Linked DNA regions of Ovis aries: region 1 is linked to region 2. Evidence: chromatin contacts called from public Hi-C data. All regions are on one chromosome and are shown on one strand. Each heading gives the region's core, a stretch centred on a gene start, on an enhancer-like site or on the middle of the called end of the contact. The rest is flanking DNA. Distances are from core to core; before and after follow the strand shown.

Region 1 (3,121 bases), core at 335-2,834, 77 kb before region 2:
ACATTTTAGTGAATAAAATCTTCCACTGGGAAAACTCAGACCTCCTAGGATTTGAAATGTAGACTTTTCTCCTGAGTGTAAATCTATAGAATATTGTCCTGTTGTTCTTGACTCCGATGATTTTCTAAAACCTTAACTCTCTCTCGACCTAAACTGGTCTGTTATAGAGTTTTAGCGTATGACTGCCCAGGTAGGACCCCTTCCCCCAGGGCCTGACTGGGTAGGACCCTGTCAGGAATGCTGAAAGTGGCTATAAAACCCCAGGACTTGAATAAAACTTTAACCACAACAGCCTTTATCTTGATCACCAGCAAGTGATCACCGGGGCTCTCTCTGGTGTGTATGCGTATGGAGCGGGGAGCCACTGGAGATAAACTCGCCATAAAAACAAAATCTGGAAAAACCCAGTCCCCAAATTTGATGTGTCTGACCATGGCGATGGTTGGCGGAGGGGGCGGATATTAGGAACTTGCTAGCAGTCCTTTTACTGATTAAAATGTTGAAGGGTTGAGACCAATGAGCTACTGGTCACTTGTTCTCTCCGGCTGGAATTTTGTTCTGCTTTGCTGTGCGGCTCCCACCAGATTCTCAGAGGCCATGGTGTAAAGGTTTTTCCGCGATGCCACCTGGGTGATCTGGTCAGCACAGACTGGAGTCTCTGGTGGAAAATGCAACCTGGGATGACTCAGCCTGTGACTCAGCCCTGGGGACCTGAGACTTTCTCTCCCCTTCCCCCAGACCCCAGGTCCATGTCTCCAGGCTAGGGCAGTAAGTGGATTTGGGAGAGCCCCGTGGGGTCCCAGAGAGGAGGCCCCATGTGATGAGGTGGGTCATCTGGTCACTAGCCAGGGCCCCACACTGGTTGCATGGCTGCGGCTGGACACTGGGCTGCTGGGGTGCTCTTGTTACCCCCAGCCATATGCTTGCCTGGCCCTGGAGTGTCACGTTAAATCTGGGGCCTGCAGCGATCCCAGGGACCCTGGGGGTGGTGGGGCGTGAGTGTCCGTCTATCTGCCCAGTGGCTGGGGCGCTGGCCTGGGGCAGTATAGATGCAGTGACTGTCAGAACTGGAGCTGGGAACTCAAGACGCTCCCAGGGTCTGGCAGCTGTGGGCCCAGCACCTCTCTGTCCTAAAGAAGGCGAGGGTAGCAGGGATCCGGGAAGGCTGGTCCGTCCCTTCTCCCCAGGGATGCGTCCCTAAGCTTTTAATGCCAGAGGAATGGGTACGTAATGTGGAATGCTGGTCCCAGCCATCTGGCAGCAGTGACCTCCCCCGGGACCGGGCGGGCTCTCAGAGGGCAGTGCCCTCCTGTCTGGCCCTGGCTCCATCTGGGAGACCCAGGTGAAGCCAGATCCCTGGTGCGTGGGCCCTGGAGGTAAGCGCACGTCCTGGGGCCGAGAAGCCCAGGAAGCAACCTGCTGGGGAGGTGGACAAGCCTTCCCCCTCGCCGATGAGTCACGAGTTCCAGTTGGTGCTGGCAGGAGAGCAGAGGCCCTGTGGGCCGGGATCCCGGAGGAGGGGAGGTGTGCATGAGCCTCGCCGGCCGCAGCTCTGGGTGGTTCCACCGGGCATGTTGACGGTGAGCGTGTCAGCCTCGTGTTCATCATGTTGCACAATCGGCTGCCTCGTATGAACTGAGACGTGCCGACAGCCAAAGAGGAGGCCAGAACAGAGAGGCAGGCGGAGACGGGGGCAGGCGGGCGACAGGGGTCCCTCAGCCCTGGGGGACTCAGGATTGGGCTGCCACATGGCCGGAGCGGGGGAACCTGCCCCCTCCCCTCCCCCTCCCATGAGGGTCTCGCCAGGCACCTGAGGAACCCAGCACTCCCTCCTCTGGTGCTGGAAAAGTCTGGCAGGATATAAAAGGCAGACGAGCAGCCAGATGCAACTCACTAGTGGAAGAAGCTCCAGGCCACGCCTGGACCGTGTGCTGAGGCCTCATTGTGGCCCCGGCTGACCATCTTCCGCAGGGTCCCAGTATACTCGGGTAAACAGGCGCTGGCAGCACCCTCGTGGCCCAGTGGCCTGGGGGACCCATTGGGGTGGCCAGCAAGGGAGGGCAGGGGTGTTACTCGGTCTGGTTCTAAGGGACAGAGGTAGACCCCATCTTTGGGGTTCTTCTGGGACCCTTGATTCCAGCCTGTTCTTTTAATGCTTAGGGAGCAGAGAAGCAGGGGAGGGCTGTGTGTGATGCCCACCTGGAGCTGGCCCCCTGTGTGCAGGTGAAGGGGGACAGCAGTAGTGTTTCAGATCCACAGCTGGAGGGTGGGGAGGGGCAGGAGGACTCACCCTTGTGCCAGCCGTGAAGGCTCAGGAGTGGCACCCATCACTGCTTGTGGGTGCCAGGTGGGGTGAGGCGGCCTGGGTCCCACAGTTTCTGATGGGCTTCACCTCCCCATCCCCTTTGAAACCGCTCTGTTGATGAGTCAGAGGCAAATGACCCCTTTGGGGGGTCCCTGCTGAGATTCCCCCCCTTCAGGCACCTTAGAATATAGGAGTGGCCTTGAGGGGCCATGGGAGATAAACAACAGCGTGCAGGAATGAGAAGAAACTTGGTTATTTCCTGGAAACAGAACTTAATTTTTTCCCTGAAAATTTAGTTTCTTGCACCAGTGCTTTTCCAGCTCCCCAAGTCATTATTAAGATTACCTTTCATCTTATCCAGCTCCGGGCTCTTGGGGTGGAAGGTGTGACTCCTTGCCCACCAGGAAAAGGAAGGGAGGAGAGCAGGTGTGGAGGAGACGGCTGGTGAGCGGGGGGGAGTTCCTTGTGCTTGTGGGGCCTCTAACGGGGTGGCCAGCCTGAGTTAGGCCCCTCAGGGTCCTGTGGGACGATGTTACCTTGCAGCCTGGAGTTGGGGTGAGCGCGGGGTTGTCGTGCCAATCAGAGGAGGCTCTCGGCTTAGGGAACACTGGCCACTTCGCCACCTGCACTTTCCTCCCTGTTGAAATGCTGCGTTTCCCCACCTGGTGAGGCTGTGCTGGAGACCCCAGAGGGTGTCTCATACCAGATCTCCATCCCAGTCATCCTCACCTGGGCCGTCCCACCTGCTGAACCAGCATCCCACCATCTGCAAACATCTCCTTGGGCGTCGGGCTGCCCGGAGCCTGACAGTAGGGT
Region 2 (3,461 bases), core at 936-3,435:
ATAGCTCCAAGAGGAGTTTGCAGGTGTGATTAAGTTAAGGACTTTGAGAACTTCCCTGGTGGTCCAGTGGTTAATCCACCTGCCAAGGCAGGAGACAGGGGTTTGATCCTTGGTCCAGGAAGATTCCACATGCCAAGGGGCAACAAAGCCCGTGTGTCAAAACTACTGAGCCCACGCTCTAGAGCCTGTGAGCTGCAACTACTGAGCCTGAGTGCCCTAGAGCCCGTGCTCAGTGACTAGAGTAGCCACAGCAATGAGAGGTCTGGGCACCACCACTGGAAAGTAGCCCCTGCTCATTGCAACTGGAGAAAGCCTGCTCACAGCAATGAAGACCCAGCACAGCCTAAAATAAAATAAAATTTTTTAAAAAACGAACGCTAACAACTTTGAGATGGAAAGATTAGCCTGTATTATCCAGGTAGACCCAATGCAATCACAAGTCATGATAAGAGGGAGGCAGGAATATTGGAGTTAGAGAAGATGTTACATAGAAACGAGATCAGAAGGATGGGGTGACTGGTTTGAAGCTGGAGAAAGAGACCAGCCTCTAGAAGCTAGAAATGGCAAGGGAAGTGAACTCTCCTTGGAGCCTCCAGAAGGAAGGCAATCTTTTCGACAACCTTGATTTAGCCCAAAGAAATCCATTTTGGACTTCCGACATCCAGCACTGTAAGACAATAAAAGTGTGTGGCTTTAAACCACTAAAATTGTGGTAATTTATTATAGCAGCAGTAGGAAACTAAAACAGGGGCCATGATGACAAGGAGAGTCCATAAAGGAGACGGCAAAGTGGAGGCCAGCAGTCAGTGATGGAGGAGGAGCACCAGGAGATGGGGGCGGGTCCTAGGAATCCCAGGAAGAAGGAGTTTCCCCAAGGGGAGCAATGCTCTATTCTGGGTGTTGCTGATCTTCCAAGATGCATGCATGCTCACTCACTTCAGTTGTGTCTGACTCTTTGCAACCCTGTGAACTGTAGCCCACCAGGCTCCTCTGGGCATGAGAGTCCATGGGATTCTCCAGGCAAGAGTACTGGAGTGGGTTGCCATGCCCTCCTCCAGGGGATCTTCCTGACCCAGAGAGCTAACCTACGTTTCCTATGTCCCCTGCATTGCAGGTGGATTCTTTACTCACTGAGCCACTAGGGTAGCCCTGGATTTAGCAAACTGGAGGTCAGCAAAAGTGTTTTTGGTGGACAAGGGGAGAGAAAAGAATTGGAGAGGATCAAACCAGTCGGTCCTAAAGGAAGTCAACCCTGAATATTCACTGAAGGACTGATGCTGAAGTTGAAGCTCCAAAACTTTGGCCACCTGATTTGAAGACCCAACTCATTGGAAAAGACCCCGATGCTGGGAAAGATTGAGGGCAGGAGGAGAAGAGGGCAACAGAGGATACGATGGGTGGATGGCATCATCAACTTAATGCACGTGAGTTTTTGTGAACTCCAGAAGATAGTGAAGGACCAGGAAGCCAGCATGCTGCAGTTCACAGGGTTGCAAAGTGTCAGACACAACTCAGCAACTGAACAGCAGCAATAGGGAAGACTAAGACAGGAGATGTAGGTGGCCAGGCTCTTTTCCGAGGGGCTTATGGTGAAAAACGGAAAGATGGTGAGCTGTTAGGGTGCCACTGGCCCACAGAGTAGGGCAGCATGAGTGCTGTGGAGGAGGACTGGGTCCGGAGGAAACTCACTGCAGTGAGCCTTGTCCTTGAGTAGCGGGAGGGGGCTAGATCCAGGGCACCCGGCAGAGTTGGCTGGCTGGGGGTGGGGGTATGGGATGGGGCTGCGGGTGGGGGTATGGGATGGGGCTGGGGGTGGGGGTATGGGATGGGGCTGGGGTGGGGCAGGGCAGGTGATGCCACGGCAGCAGTGGGAGCACATGGAAGTTCTTTTCTGATTGCTTCAGTTTCCTCAGCGAAATAGGAAACAATCGTCTCTCTTTTTCACTTGCTAAATGTGCTGAGCAGGCTTGAAAATGAGTGCGCTTCACCCAGGAGCCCCGGAGCCAGCAGGAAGCAATAGTAATGTATCGCACATGCCGCTTCAATATTGTTTGGTTGGAGAAATAATATACCGCCCAACTAGTTTGTTTTAATTAGACAAACACCCCGGAGCCCGCCTGCTGCTGGAGAGGACGGCGCTGAGGTCAGCTCTGTTTGACATTCCTGACGTGCGAAGGGCGGCTTTAGAACAGCAGAGCAGGGCCCTGGGCCCAGCTCCCTGGAGCTCCTCCAGGGCCCCGCTTGAGAAATGTTGGGTCCTAGAGATTCCGCCCCAATTTTAAACATCTGTCGGTGCCTGTGGAAAATAAGGTTTGGGACTGTTGGTCACAGCCCGTGAAAGCCGCCGTCGAGCTGTGTCTCTGAAGCGTTGTTGATGGATGTTTCACACTCTGACTCAAGTGGGGCCGCGCCGGCCTGTCGGATGTAAACAGGCCCCACCTGCCCCCGCTCTCCTCGGAGACCAGCCGTGAGAACCCAGGAACCCAGGCTCCTCAGCAGCTCCACGCCAGCCTGTCAGGTCCCCAGGGGTCTGTGTTCCCCAGAGCGTCACGCCTCTTGGGGTCAGAAGCCCCGGCCTTCCTTTGAGAGGCCCTGCTCATCGCCTTTGAGAGCCTTGAGGGTGGTCCCTCTCCCTCTCCCGCTCCTCACGTGCCTCTTCTGGGCAACTCTCTCCACATCCGCGGCAGGCCAGACGTGTCATAGCTTTTTGTTTTATTTTGTTTTTTTCAATCAAGCTGAGGCCAACTTGGAGTCCCGTTTCCCCTGGGATGGTGGAAACGTGAGTCTTGGGCCCTTGAGGGGGCCGCCTCCTGTCTGGTCTTGAGAAATTTCAGGACCTTGTGCTCCTCCCCACCGACCCACACTCCCAGCCTCCTTGCTTCTCCTCTGCAGGCCGGCTCCTCACTTCCTAGAGCCCAGAACTGCAAATGCTCTTCCCTAGTCTCCTTCCAGAACCTTCTTGCTGAGGCCAGCTGGTGCCTGCTGCCCGACCTGCACCCAGCCCCCCTGCTACAGTTAGGTGGGCAGGGTCTGAGTCCATCTCTTATGGACTTGTCCTAAGCCCTAGAGCCATGGCTGGCCCACCATCAGACCAGAGTAAGAAGCCAGGTAGCAAACCTCAGTCCCTTACTGTGCCACTCAAGGGCCATTTCACACTCACGGTGACCTTCCCCACGTGGGTCCTGGTGCTACATGAATACCCACTTACAGCACACAGGGGGGTCCCTTAGGTTCATAGCTGAATGGCCAGTGATGGGTAGCCCTGATGCTGGACCCAGCTCTGTCAGTTTCAATCCCCATAGATACTGCCTTCTTGGAGCCTACAGACTCCTAACACACATGTTTCCACACACATCTGCCTCTCCACTTTTGTCCCTCTATGTGTCTGCGTGTGTGCTAAGTCGCTTCAGTCGTGTCCGACTGTGTGTGACCCTATGGGCCTGAAGTCTGCCAGGGTCCTC

What was found. Hi-C and Micro-C count contacts between places; a contact is called where the count stands out from the background.
Region 1: a contact with region 2 is called in a Hi-C map of omental adipose tissue, with 1.7 times the contacts expected there. The contact joins two enhancer-like sites. A contact is called at or near these places in 4 of 16 Hi-C or Micro-C datasets (blood, hypothalamus, muscle and 1 more).

Annotation. Positions count from the first base shown.
Region 1 is chr11:49,319,739-49,322,859 of ARS-UI_Ramb_v3.0, reverse strand. All of the region lies in intron 2 of METRNL (meteorin like, glial cell differentiation regulator), which reads left to right. Among named protein-coding and RNA genes, the nearest start is that of METRNL, 9.4 kb to the left of the region's middle. Within about 2 kb of position 1,584, at least 12 of the 54 cell types and tissues checked have an H3K27ac peak or open chromatin away from gene starts, as enhancers often do.
Region 2 is chr11:49,243,150-49,246,610 of ARS-UI_Ramb_v3.0, reverse strand. No RefSeq gene overlaps it. Among named protein-coding and RNA genes, the nearest start is that of PSMD12, 55 kb to the right of the region's middle. Within about 2 kb of position 2,185, at least 4 of the 54 cell types and tissues checked have an H3K27ac peak or open chromatin away from gene starts, as enhancers often do.